Linked DNA regions of Mus musculus: all the other regions are linked to region 3. Evidence: chromatin contacts called from public Hi-C and HiCAR-type data. All regions are on one chromosome and are shown on one strand. The core of a region is the stretch at or near the end of the contact, and the rest is flanking DNA. Distances in the headings are between cores, read along the strand shown.

What was found. A called contact is a pair of places that touch in the nucleus more often than the background predicts. HiCAR-type assays count read pairs that join an accessible place to other places.
Region 1: a HiCAR-type map of astrocytes shows a contact between it and region 3, with 2.1 times the contacts expected there. The contact joins two enhancer-like sites. A contact is called at or near these places in 2 of 484 Hi-C or Micro-C datasets (the N1E-115 cell line and nephron progenitors) and 1 of 115 datasets of contacts at active chromatin or transcription factors (astrocytes).
Region 2: a contact with region 3 is called in a Hi-C map of cortical neurons, with 5 times the contacts expected there. The contact joins two enhancer-like sites. A contact is called at or near these places in 5 of 484 Hi-C or Micro-C datasets (cerebral cortex, cortical neurons and nephron progenitors) and 1 of 115 datasets of contacts at active chromatin or transcription factors (neural progenitor cells).

The regions. Positions count from the first base shown.
Region 1 is chr3:21,950,141-21,954,589 of GRCm38.p6, forward strand. All of the region lies in intron 1 of Gm31813 (a long non-coding RNA gene), which reads right to left. Among named protein-coding and RNA genes, the nearest start is that of Gm31813, 12 kb to the right of the region's middle. Within about 2 kb of position 2,836, at least 218 of the 459 cell types and tissues checked have an H3K27ac peak or open chromatin away from gene starts, as enhancers often do. A contact at or near this core is called in the N1E-115 cell line and astrocytes, where this site is marked.
Region 2 is chr3:21,891,007-21,895,767 of GRCm38.p6, forward strand. It overlaps Gm31813 (a long non-coding RNA gene), which reads right to left. Exons shown (of 8, transcript XR_001783797.2): 4 at 3,091-3,167. Among named protein-coding and RNA genes, the nearest start is that of Gm31813, 71 kb to the right of the region's middle. Within about 2 kb of position 2,140, at least 67 of the 459 cell types and tissues checked have an H3K27ac peak or open chromatin away from gene starts, as enhancers often do. A contact at or near this core is called in cerebral cortex, cortical neurons and neural progenitor cells, where this site is marked.
Region 3 is chr3:21,561,859-21,566,642 of GRCm38.p6, forward strand. No RefSeq gene overlaps it. Among named protein-coding and RNA genes, the nearest start is that of Gm31610, 75 kb to the left of the region's middle. Within about 2 kb of position 2,828, at least 151 of the 459 cell types and tissues checked have an H3K27ac peak or open chromatin away from gene starts, as enhancers often do. A contact at or near this core is called in the N1E-115 cell line, astrocytes, cerebral cortex and 2 more, where this site is marked.

The DNA of each region.
Region 1 (4,449 bases), core at 1,586-4,085, 390 kb after region 3:
CAAAATAAGCACTTTCTCTTTTTAAATTGTTAGAGTCAGAGGCAAGCAAAAGTTAAGCTCCTTCTTCAAATTACCCATTTCATCTTCCAAAAAACCCTGTCCCTCAAGGCCACCTTGTTCTCTCTTCTTTACTGAGACCAATCTTAAGGCCCAGGCTTTTCCTGGTGTAGCTGCACTAGTGGAGGTTAACTTTCAGAAAATCTTAGCCAAATTGGGTGTAAATAATGTAAGGTTTTGTAAAACTGTTTGATTACCTCTAACAGGGTGTGTGTGTGTGGGTGGGGGTGTGTGTGGGGGGGGTGTAGGAAAATGTTTACAATTGCAGCTTGAATGTGGTGGCATCACAGAAATTTGACTTATCAGAGTTCACAAACCATTTGCAAAACTTATCAAGCATCGTTTGTGTCAGGGATTGTTACAGATCCTAAAGTTAGATAATTATCTTGAGATTCCTGATTTTAAAAAAAACGTACTTCCCCTTCACTGGGCTGGGTGTGGATGGGGGCTTATTTAGTCACAGGCTTCCAGAGAGAACAGGAGGTCGAAGCTTTGGAGGAGACTGGAATCTTCCAGGGACTTCAGGGTGTGGCCCTTAAACTGATTTGAAGAATTAAGGGAAGAAAACAACACAGGCATTCTAAGGTAGGGAGAGGCAGCACAGGAGCCCGGGGACATACAGCAAGACAGCAAGGTGAGGCACTCTGGCTGGTCTCAGACGGCTGAATGAAAGTCACCAGAAGAAACAGAAAGCTAGAGAAATGGCTCAGTCCTAGAGCATGCCTGTCTGCCAGTCCCAGAGCATGCGTGCCTGCCATAGATATCCAGACAAACATAATCAGGGTTGATTTCAAATTGTGTCCTAGCTACCTCTTCTCTTCCATTGTTCCTCAGGTTTTGAGAGTAGATTCCACGGATCTAATACTACATCTCATCCTCACTTACTAAACATCTGTGCTCAGCATTGTTAAGTAGAGTGTGGAGCTGGGATCAAATATGGTGATAATTCATGATTCAAATCTCACCCACGGAAACTTCTGCAATGAGGTCATTTACAACAGCACTAGTGTAGGGGGGGGGGGGTGATTTTAGGGGATTTAAGAAGACACATATCTACCTACAGTTTATAAAATTCTTCCTTTGGGTTGGAAGGATGGTCCAGTTGGCAGTTGGTCAAGTTCCTAGCAATCATGAGGACCTGAGTTCAGATCACTGGAACCCATGCAAAACTGATGTGTTGTTGTTGTTGTTGTTGTTTTGAAGAGCATGGTTTTTAATCTCAGCACTGGGAAGGCAGAGACAGGAAGAAGCCTGGAGCTCACTAACCAGCCAGCCGTGTGGAGTCGATGAGTGCTAGGTTTGAAGTGCGGGAAGGAGAGGAAGGCCTGACTGAATGGCGTCCCAAGTAAACGTGTTCCTCTGACATGGGCACTGCCACCGCCATTTCAAAGACTCCAATGCCTCAGAACCATGAGAAAAATCACAAAGCAATGCTCCTCCCACGTGAGGCCACAGGAAAGGCAAAGCCTTCTTGTTGTCAGTGTGTGGATATTGACAAGGTGTGCAGAAAATGTCCATCCTAGACTTCCTGTGCCAGATATGTATAACCTGGAGACTATTCTCCTACAGAGACAGCTTCTGCCAGGACTGGTAAACCCTGCCTCCTGTTCGGCTGTATGTGATAACCCCACTTCCCTATTTAACTTTATACCAACATGCCAAGCTGCTCAATGCTGCAGGTTCTCCATCAGAGAGCCAAGCGTACCCAATGCATCTCCCGGTGTCTGTTTATCTTTAGTTCAGTCCCTTACCACCCAAGTCAGCTCTATCCCTGACACCGTTCAAAGGGCTTGGCAGCAGAGAGTGATCAAAGAAGGCAAACAGTCTTTCTGTTCTGTTTTGTTTTGTTTTGTTTTGTTTGTTTGTTTGTGACAGGATCTCTCTCTGTAGCCCTGGCTGTCCTGGGATTCACTATGTAGACCAGGCTGGCCTCGAACTCAGAAATCTGCCTGCCTCTACATCCCAGGTGCTGGGATTAAAGGCGTGTGCCACCATGCTCAGCTCATGATACTGTATCTAGACTTCAGGCCTCCATTCACACACACACATGACAGAGGTGGGGAGGGAGGGAGGGAGGGAGGGAGGGAGGGAGGGAGGGAGGGAGGGAGAGAGAGAGAGAGAGAGAGAGAGAGAGAGAGAGAGACTCATTCTCTTAAGCACATCCCCAAGTCATCAATGAGTGATGCACCTGTCAGTAACAAATGTTCTTTATGTTGACTTCACAATTTGTGAAGTTGTAAACTGTCCCTTACAAAGAAATGTTCTAAGGCTGGTCTTTTATATTAGTGTGTAATTAGGCTGACTTCTGAAGCCAAACCACTTAGAAACTTACTGCCAGCACTAGCATAGATAGCAGGGTAATATTCATTTATATCCTTTGCACAGTAATCTGATAGCTGACTATGCTTTGGTCATTCTCGTAAGACTAGCTGGGGAATGAAATCAATCAGAGTACATGAATTACAAGGAAAGTGCTGTTGGTGTCAATTACCTACACTCTCTGAATGTAAGTCTTCTAATTCCTGTTAAATCGGTAATGTTACTAATCCTGCCCTGTTGTTTTAAATAGGGCTGCAGCTGCAGCTGCTGGGCATTGGAAGAGGGCAGGCCAATGCAAATAGTTAAGAGTCTCACCAGCTAGCAGTAAGTGGAAGGTCCACCCTGGCATCTACAAAAGGCTGAATTGTTTCTTTTTGTACAGGGGCTCCCCATGCCCTCCTTAAATCAGTTCTCTGTGTTGCAAACACAGGCGGCTGAATGTGGGCGTCCCATCACCATAGAAGTTCCCAGCTTGCCCCTAGATAATGACCCTGAGTTGGAACAGGAAGTCCTGGCTGCACTTTCCCTTCTAATCTCCCCACCCCCAGTATTCATGACTGCATTTCAATGACTCATAATTTCCAAGTATGATCAGCATGCGAACAGGAAAGACTCGGTCACCAGGCAGAGCACCAGACTGAAGAGCCGGCCAAGACCTCACCAAAATCAGTCAGCACTGATGGCAGCCGGGACATCATGATAGCAACAATTCAAAAACCTAGAGCACAGGAACAGCCTTTAAACTGCACCTGGGCAGTGCTGTTGCTTCTTCAACACGCCAAGCATGTGTCTTCCTTGCCTTACAGCACACTGAAGGATGCTCAGGGCACTAAGCATGCCACTCTTCCTTCTCTCACACCAAACTGAAGGGAGCTGGGGCACCAAGCATGCCCCCAATTCACACCACACTAACTGTGGGAGCGTCAACGACATAGCTTTAGGCAATTGGTTAACTTTCTAGTCTCCAAAAAGAATAAAGTCTTTTCCGGAAAACTCTCAGTGAATAATGCTGCAGGATTCACACTGGCCAGGAATGTATCATGGGGATGCTGACAGAGTTGCCACGAGTCTTGGGGTTTCCTACACCCGGAGACCAGCTTCCATTTTACAGGCTGTTCTGGGCCTCCTGCCATTATGAAGCAAGCTCTCAAGCAGCTCTCTTTCACTGTTGAACCAGACTCAAACAGGAAACAACTCCACCCTTCCACTTTCGTGGGTAAAATCTCATTTTCTTTAACTAAAAAAAAGAAAAACAAAAAACAAAAAAACAAAAAAACCCCCACAACTTACTTGATGGGTTAGATCGGGAGTAAGACAGAGAGAGAACACAAAGTTGGGTGGGTAGAGAGGTGGAGATGGATCAGGAGGAGTTGAGGGAAGTTAAGGGAATATTATAAAACCATATCAAAGAATTAATAAAATGTTAATGCAACTTTGTGTCCTAATCTTTTTTTTTTTTTTTTTTTTTTTTTCCGAGACAGGGTTTCTCTGTATAGCTCTGGCTATCCTGGAACTCACTTTGTAGACCAGGCTGGTCTCGAACTCAGAAATCCGCCTGCCCTCTGCCTCCCAAGTGCTGGGATTAAAAGCATGCACCACCATGCCCAGCTGTCCTAATCTTTTAAATATTTACATTCTTGTAGGTGTCAACATCTTTCGATTTTAAAGCTACCAACAGTTCACTGAATCCATTCTTTATTGTCTCAATCACACAGAATAGATGGATGAAAGGGACCCTGTGACAAAGGGTAACTATGCTTTTATCAGTTCAACCTCTCAAACAAATCAAAGAGAGATTCTTTTATTAAAAAAAATATATGTGTGTATGTATATATGTGTAGTATGAGAGAGACTGTACCCATAACATTGTATATGTGTGGAAGTCAGAAGACAACTTTCAATAGTCTGTGTTCTTCTTCCACCATGGGTTCCTGAGATGATACTCAAATCATCAGGTTTTTGAGGCAAGTTTTTACCCATGGAGCCATCTCACTAGCCCAACAGCAAAAGAGTGATATCCTAAAGATACTCAATGAACTAGTGAGAAGTTCAAAGTCAGGTCCTAGAGTTAGT
Region 2 (4,761 bases), core at 890-3,389, 330 kb after region 3:
TCTTACTTCCTGAGTCATTTTGCCAGTTCTATTTTAGAGCGCTTATTCATGAGTGTATTCATGTATAAAATTTTGGATTTCCTTCTTGCCCTTTCCCAGTACTAAGGTCAGATCACGCCTACCATATGCTTTCATTCCCCTCACACGCCTCTTCTTCCCAAATGTGTGCTATGATTTAGAAAGCATATCTATTGGGGTTTATAACTTAGAATCAGAAACTTAGAACACCCACGATACAATTTGCAAAACACAAGAAACTCAAGAAGAAGGAAGACCAACGTGTGGATACTTCATTCCTCCTTAGAATAGGGAATAAAATACCCATGGAAGGAGTTACAGAGACAAAGTTTGGAGCTAAGACGAAAGAATGGACCATCCAGAGACTGCCCCATCCGGGGATCCATCCCATAATCAGTCACCAAACCCAGACACTCTTGCATATGCCAGCAAGGTTTTGCTGAAAGAACCCTGATATACCTGTCTCATGTGAGGCTATGCCAGTGCCTGGCAAATACAGAAGTGGATGCACATAGTCATCTATTGGATGGAACACAGGGTCCCCAATGGAGGAGCTAGAGAAAATACCCAAGGAGCTGAAGGGGTCTGCAACCCTATAGGTGGAACAACAATATGAACTAACCAGTACCCCCAGCTCGTGTCTCTAGCTGCATATGAGGCAGAAGATGGCCTAGTCGGCCATCATTGAGAAAGAGGCTCCTTGGTCTAGCAAACTTTATATTCCTCAGGAGAACGCCAGGGCCAAGAAGTGGGAGTGGGTGGGTATGGGAGCAGGGCCGGGCCGGGGTGGGGGTGGAGGGTATAGGGATAGCATTTGAAATGTAAATTAAGAAAATACCTAATAAAAAATATATTAAAAAAAGAAAAAAAAGAATGGTCCAAATACAGCTACTGCATAATTTTCAACGGAAGGCCCCTTCAGATAACAGTGCTGCAAATAGTCCCACTACCACCTTCTCCTTTGGAATAGGGTGTCCTTCCAGAGCAAACAAGAGTGTACTGTGCTCCCTGGTTCTGCTTCTAGCTGCTTCGGTCGCCTCCATTTCTCTTGGAGATGATTGAATTATCTACGTAAAGATGAAACAGCTAATCCTTGGGGTGGGGGTGGGGAGAGAATTGATTCGTGGCCAGCAGACATTTAGTCTCAAAGCAACTGGGGACGCTCCGGAAGTGATTAGTGCTAACAGAAGCCTTGGTTCTCCTGGCAGGCTAAATGCTTTAGAAACACCAGGGAGAGGGAAAGAGCTTTGTGTTTCTTCCTAATAAATCTCCCATCTTATTGTCAGAGGCAGTTTGCCCTCCTGGGGGCCTGGGCTCCAATCTCAGCCTTTTGCAACTGAACTCTGCCTTGCCTGATGTCCATTTCCATCACAATGGCTTACTGGGTTCTAAAAGAGACAATCTGCCACACCAGGCTTCTCAATTTCTCTGCCCCTCCTTCCCTCCCCACCAATCACGTCTTGACCTCCCCCCCCCCCCCCCCCGCCTCCTGGCTCAGGTACTCCCTGCTTCCCATCCTTGCTCTTGCTCCAGGGATCTCTTTCTGTAAATCCTCTGAGAGAATTCCTGGATTAAATTTGAAGTAAAGCATTACAAACCTCTAACTCGGTGTCAATTACTATTTGGCACTACATTTTATGAGGAAGAAATGCAATAAAACAGCAATTTCTAAATTTAACCCGCATTACATAATATAATTATTTATTGCAGAAGATGTTGTTTATACATCACCCACGTTATTGATTGCTATGAAAAAGGCAATGTACAGGAAGCCATACAAATTGATCAATAGTTAAAGTGATTAATCAAATATTTAATTTGTTTCCATAAATTTTAGTCCAGTACGTGTTTCACATCACACAATGTAGCTATGAACTATAACTCCGCTCCCCAGCAAGACGCACAGAGAAATGTCTTTCTTCTATTTCTGAAATGCTGCAAGAGAACACTAAAGCTGAGTAAACCATATTTGTCTTTCACACTCCCACCCATCCTCATTTTGCTCCCACTACTAACAACCCAAAGCTGAAACCACTTAAGGATTATAATTATCCCTCATCATGATCGACTGTGTGATGACGAGGCTGCTACCCATCACAAATGATGTTGCTGGAAAGGAAAGATGTGCAGCCCAGAGACATTCCCTGCTTTGTTTTTTGCTTTATCCCCTCCTCCAGGCAGAGGGAGGGAGGGATGAAATTCAGTCAGGAAAACAATTAGCTTGCCTAGCTTCACTGCACTGTGATATCAAATCACACAGCAATTAAGAGCTCCAAAGAGCCCCAGGTTGGTTTCACGCACATTCAAGGATGTAAACCGATCTGTACCCGATGAGCTAAGGCTGGACTGCAAATGAAAAAGTCAGAAGAGGTAAGCAGTGTAAAATTCCATTCTCTGCCTAATCACACTTCACTAATGGTGATATGCGCTCAGAGTACCTCTCAGTCGGTACACAGAACATTTGCATGTCTCCTCAAGCCTTGATAGATGGCTACAGAATTCTACCCTGTGACTTCTCTGGCAATACATGTCAAATGCAAAAGGCTAATATTTTCAGAAAAAATATATATACATTTGATGGTGAATAAAAAGGATAAGTGAAGTGTCCCATGGTGGGGCTACAGAGACGGCCCACTCAGGAAAAGTTCATCCCGTGTAAACATTTGAACCTGACTTCAATCCCTATTACCCATGTAAAACGTCTGGTGTGATGGTTGGTGAATCTAAGCAGTGGGCAAGTGGGAACAGGTGGATCCCTGGGGTTCACTGGCCAACCAGCATAGCCTAATGGGCAAGCCCCAGGTTCCAGTAAGAATCACTGCCTTTAAGAAAAACATGATACATAGCTCCTGAAGAATTAAACCTGAGACTGACATCAGGCTTACTCATGCATGCGCACAAACATGCATTTCACGGATACACAAGTGTGCATGGACACACAGCTGAACATACACAAAGAGGACAAGAAAAGCGTCATCTTTCCCATCACCAAAGTCTTAACTGTTGAATTTGGCACAGAAATCTCCAAAGGCAGACAAGTGCGGGAGAGTTTTAACGGTAGGAGAACATTACCCATCTTCTTCTTCTCCCTTCTTCCTTTTTGCTCTTGAAACAGGGTCTCTACCAAGCTCGGAGTTGTTAGGTTTTTACTATTTAAAAAGAAAACAAGAAAGAAAATGCCTTTATCTTTAAAACAAAACAAAACAAAACAAAAAACTGCCAGCATACATTATAAAACCTTCAAAATAAATGCTTTTTGTTTTAAAGCAGGTACTGTAGCCTGCCCTAGGCCCCACATACAGCCAGAGATGACCTTGAACTCCTGATCTCCCTGCTTCCACTTTCACTGGGATTATAAGCGACTCGGCTTCATCCCCTCTTTCTGTTTTTATAGATTTGTTTGTTCCTAATTGAGTGCTTTTCTCTTAGATAGCTTTGTTACACTTGGACGTGTTATGTTATAAGGCACCAGAGTTCCCAGTACAAAGTAAGCCATGACGGCTCCTTTTCTCTTGCTTCTTTCTTCTCAGAAGCTTTCTCTGTCACTTAACTATGGATTTAAGAAGAAATAAAATGGAACATGGCAGATATTAGTTTGCCTATGGCCCTGTGAATGGCCCCACACCTATGTGCATATGGGCAGCATTAATTGGCCTCAGGAGGTTATTAATACAAATAAAGAAAGAAGGCATGAGGTCAGGAAAGAGGTGTGGGAGAGGAGCAATAGGATGAGTTGGAGGGAGGTTAATGATGGATGGGTTTGATCAAAAGACATTGTATAAATATATGCCATTGTCGAAAATAAAAATATTATTTAAAAAGAAATAAAGTATGTTATATGGTTCTCTTGTTTTTTTAAACAGACTCTTCATTTTGGAATAATTGTACATTTATAGAAAAAATCAAAATGGTAAATTAGAAAGTGTTCACACATTGCTCATCGTCCTCCCCATTTTGCAACTTAACATTAACATGTACCACTTCCAAAATTAGGAAGCTGACATCTTTGGGTCGCTAGTAGTTGCCCTCCAGAATTAATTAGTTGCAGCTCTGTCCCATTTTTCATTTACAATCCTGTCCTCTCTTTATTTCAGGTTTCAAAGCTTGAGATCTTGCTTGGGGCGTCAAGTCATCTAGTCTACCGGGTCTGTGGGAGACATCTTTGTTTACAGTGACCTGGACAAAGAATCTTAATTTTCTTTTCTTTTTTTTTTTTTTTAAAGATGTATTTATTACATGTAAGTACACTGTAGCTGTCTTCAGACGCACCAGAAGAGGGTATCAGATCTCGTTACAGATGGTTGTGAGCCACCATGTGGTTGCTGGGATTTGAACTCTGAACCTTCGGAAGAGCAATCGGGTGCTCTTACCCACTGAGCCACATCACCAGCCCAAGAATCTTAATTTTCAAAGCAATATTATTATTTCTAGGACCTTTGCAATAATTAATATTTAACAACTATGGAAAACTTGTCACATGAAAAATGTGTACATGAGGTCACACCCACCCACCTGACCCTGCCAGGTATATATTACCCCAATGTTTATGAAGACAAGCAACTACTAGATACCCCAGCTGAAACTCTTTAATTCTCTAGCAACTATTCCAGGAGACCTTCAGTGTTGCTCAGCCAAGTGAGTACTGAAATCCTAGGAGGTAGGTGTTCACACCCTGAGTAAACACTCCATATGGGTGCTCTGTGCCACACCAAGGACACTGTGTGGGCCGGTTCCTATGGCAAT
Region 3 (4,784 bases), core at 1,578-4,077:
TTGTTTTTTTTAATGGAAAGAAGGAGGAAGTTGAGAGGGAGAGAAAGAGGGAGGGAGGAAAGAACACAGTTATAGATGTCAACGTCTATTCCAGCTTCTATGACCAGAAGTGTATTTTACAAGTTCAGAAAGCTGAACATGGTCATGCTCATGTGATCCCAGCATTTGAGAGGTACAGAAATCCAAAGCCACCATTGGCTAAGCAGAAAACTTGAGGCCAACCTGGATGACAAGATGCTATCTCAAAAAAAATTAAAAATAAAAGTCTCATAACTTACTCAGTAGTTGAAGAGAAGCTAAAGAGAGTGAAGAAGAGGAGGAGAATAAGAAGAAATAATAAAAGCAACTGAGATGGTTCAGTAAATAAGAGTACTTGAAGCCAAACCTTATGACTAAGTTCAATTCCAGGAACTTACATAGTAAAAGGAGAGAACCAACTTCCATAAGCTGTACTCTGACCTTACATGTGCACCATGGTATGTTTACACACACACACACACATACACACACAAATAAATGTAAAAGTTTTAAAAATAAAAGTGATGTCAATAATAATAGGATATAATAGGAAACACAAAAGTGAATCTAGCATGTTCATCGCTTTACTGAGGATGATGGGAGATGCTTTCCCAGCTGTGTGTCATAGGAAAAGCAAGGATTTGTGAGTCGGATATCTAGGGTTTGACTTACTCCAAAGAAGATGGACAGTTTGCATACGAAGATGACTTCTGAAGTTTCTCAGAAGTCACCATTACTAGCCTTTAAGATCACAGCCTATACACTAACAAATCTAGTTCAACTGTCCACCTTCAATAACCAATTAAAAGAGCCAAAAAATTAATAACAATAACATTGATAATAAAAGCAAAGAGAAAGAGAGGTATATTTAAACTGGCCACTTGCGAAAGAGGGATGAAGAGATCCAGTGAAACTCTCCCTCATCATCCTGAAATGAGATAAACAAATGGCTATGGACAGGCTGTCCTATGTCTTGTCAAGGTGTGGTTTCAGCCTAGTTGCAAGGGTTTCATTCTTTCAGAGAGCTAAGTTTCCAGTCCGGCTGGCATGTTTTGTTCTCCTACTGTGGGGAAATTCCCATTTCTTAGGGTTCCTGTTCCAGTGGTTTGATAGTCATAGAGAGACATGGGTATCTCTTTAGGACACCTTCAGCTCTGCCAGACACATTGCATCATGACTTATGCAGTGGTCTTTGGTTACCATCTCATTCATGAAAACCTGCTAATGAGGGGTGGAGCCTAGATCCAAACCATATGCTCCTTGACAGCAGAGTGATTAAGAACTTCCCTGGGCCAAGATGTACAAAAACAGTGTAGTGTGGCATATGAAAATGTCCTTTCGGCAGTAGAGTGCCTTTGCTCAGAATATTCTAGAAATTTAAGATTCTCTATTCCCACTAATGTTGAAAGGAAGCTCCAGGGCAAGAACTAAAATAAAATAAAACCTCTCACCCACATTACAAAGGAAATGAAGGAAAAAACTTTATGTATTTAAACAGTAAGAAGTTAACCAGTTCCCAAAGTTGAGTAAATTTGTTTCAATCTTACAAGTTTGACCAAAGATCAGTTAAATAACAAGTAAAAATTCTCTGTAGAGATTTTTAGAGATGACTAGCAGAATGCCGTATGCCACTGATACCTGTGTTTCCCTCAGGCCTAACGAGTCAAGAAGAAAACCAACCATGCTTGCCAAGTTCCCTTAATTTCCCACAGTGGAACAATGTCTGCTCAAGGAGCCTCTGTCCTGAAATGACTCAAGGCCTTCCTCCCTTGAGCAAGCACAGAAAAACATGGGGGGAGGGGACCCACATGCCAGAATCTTGCTAGCCCATCAAGGGCCTCATTATATAAACAGTAATGAAATGACTGGGGTTGATAAGTAACTAAACTTGCAGGTAAGTGTTCAAACTAATGATTTCATATATGTACACGTCTATACAAAATACACTTATCTCCCTTCCCCAGTCTATTACAAGGACAACAAGATTCTAATAAGGGCATTTCATTGTTCTAGACAGCAAACCTTCATTGGTTTTTTTTTTTTTTTTGGGGTGGGGAGGTTGTTGTTTTGTTTTGTTTTGTTTTGTTTTTAGTGTCACACAAGACAAAACCTATTGCGTTTGAAAAACAAAAGCATTTTTAGATCAAAACAGAGCAGGGACTTGCAAGATGAATAATACATACAAGTAAGGCACCCACCTCAGTTTTGTTGTGATTTATCAGCATGCAAGGGATGGGACAAAAATAAAGGGAAAACGATTCGATTGTTAAATCAAGCCTTCTCAGCTTCCTGGCTGTAGTCAATTTGCCAAAAGCCTTTTCTCTACTGTAATCCCATTTTTCAACATCTCATAACTAGAACCTGATTGATCATGTGGTCACATCCAGCCCAGACTCATTAGGCCAATTAAATCAAAGCATGTGTGCTGGAGATTCCAGCTCAGGGGCTGCTGCAGTGCCAGCAACAGCTTGGCTTGCCCACATTCCACAGGGTCTTATTTCAAGTGGTGTGATCCCCACATGGACGGTTTGATTTATTAAAGGGGACATTTTGTCACTCAGAAGGACTTCTCAGGACACTGGGTGGTGGGAGAGCAGTGAAACCAGGGCAATGTGACAAAAATAGGAGAACTTGTCACCCAAACCCGGAGGCAGCTCACACACACAGCAATGTATTTTAAGCATGAAGAAAATAGACTCTGTCTTAACAGCCTGGTTCTGTCAGAAGAGCGTCTCCCAGAGAGCCCTTCTTGGCTGTGGACTGTTCTGAGAACCTTTTTCATCTTTGTTGCCAAGGCAGCTGGGGGGAGGGGAAGCTGTGCTGGGTTTCCAAAGAATTGAGCAGCCAATACTATGAGCTTCCAGAACAGTGGGGCAGTGGCAGCCTCATCCTTAAGGAAAGGGGACTAAGAGATACAAGGAAGACTCAAGCTTGGGCAGTTTTTTAGAACCCTGACTCTGTCTGAAGAAAGCATCATGTGAGGTTCGGGTCTAATGGGTTAGGGACTAATTAATTGGCCAAAGATTTGACAAGGCTGAGGGTGGAAAGGCTCTTGGTTTTAGGGAGTATTTGGGTGTAGGAAGCAGCCCTGAAAGGTGAGCTCCCAGTCTGACTTTTAGATCCTGACAAGGAACATGGAGATGGAGGGAGGGAGCAGTGGAAGATTGTCTGTCCACGCTTCAGGGAAATGCCCTGACCTATTCACTCCTCTGTGCCCAGAGCTACAGCCTCAACACGCCTGAGTAGGAAGGATGTGTCTAAATCCACTCTGTGCTTTTGGTTTGTTTTTATCTTTGGAGAGAGAGAGAGAGAGAGAGAGAGAGAGAGAGAGAGAGAGAGAGAGAGAGAGAGAGAGAGTTTAAAATCTATTTTTGCCCAGGCATGAGTGATCATGCCTGTGTATCCTAGAGCGTGGGAGGCAGAAGGCAGGAAAGTGGCAGCTCACTTGAGATCTACATAGTGAATCCCAGCTAGGGGTCCATACTGGAATCCTGTCTCAAAAACACAAACAAAAAGATTTTCTTTGTGGCCACACAATTCAGTTCTATATTAGCTAATGAGTCACTTTTATGGACTTTTCAAAAAACTTACATACCACAGAACTTTAGAATTAAGAGCATTTTGGCCCAATATATTTGGTTACAAATGAGAGGACAGAGGTCTAGAAAATTTATTTCTCGAAAGAGATAAAGAAAGCTAAGAACTGAGCTAAAGATTTTCAGATGCAAACTTAAAGCCTTACTCAAAGGCTTCTGTGATGTGGAGGTCAGGGGTGGAGCTCTATTACAGGCATGTCCCCCAGAGCCCAGACTGCTCTCCACAACCCAATTCCTACTGGTCCTTTCCTTCTGCAGTCTTCAGCATCCCCCATCTCCTTGAGTAGTCTGATGCTTCTCACTAACACTGGACTTCAGTGGGCAATCAGATGACACTCCATCTCCACACAGCACAATGAAACTTCAGCCAGACACTTGTTCTTTCTTATCTTTCAGAAAATAAGCCATGAATTCCAGAACCGTCTCTGTGAGACAACTGGTCATCTCAGCTTGTTCTAACCCAGGGCCCCATTCATTCAGGACACCCTGGAGTGTTCAAGGAAAGTGATCTGCAAGCAGTAGGTCAGTAGGTCACACCCAGCAAGGAAACTCACCACAGGACAGACTGGAGGACACAGAAAAGTGATTCACAAAGAACCACCTCCTAGTTTCACTCTGTGAGGGTGCAAGTAGCCACACAGGACAGCAGGGGTGGGGTGGGGTGGTGAGGACCTAGAAAGGGTCCTGGTGTCATCAGCAAAGCAGGTGCTGGTGAGAAAGAGCATTGAATCAGGTCAACCAGGTGAATGACACTGGTTTCCTTTAAGGATTGTCTGATGCATATAGTATAATTTGATCAGATTCACTCCAGGTATCATCGTTTTTGTGTGTGATCCACTGAGTATAATCAGGATTTTTATGCAAGAGTATGGATGGGATGTTATTTACTGGAGCACAGCCATCTAACCAGTGGCTGCAGCACTGGAGAAAATGGCTCCTCTCCCCCTCAGAGTTCTTAACTGCCAACAGCTCCTCAGGGAGAGAAGGGTCAGGAACAGCCTTTTAAAAGATATCTATCTAGGGAGTGACTGCTGATTTTCTAAACTTCTTTTCTAATAACTGGAATGGTGTGTGTGGCAGGTGAGTTGACAGAGACTAGACTGTGAAGGCCACTGTAACAGATGGAGCATTTTAGTCAGGGTACAACCAATCTCTTCTCCCTCTGGCAAA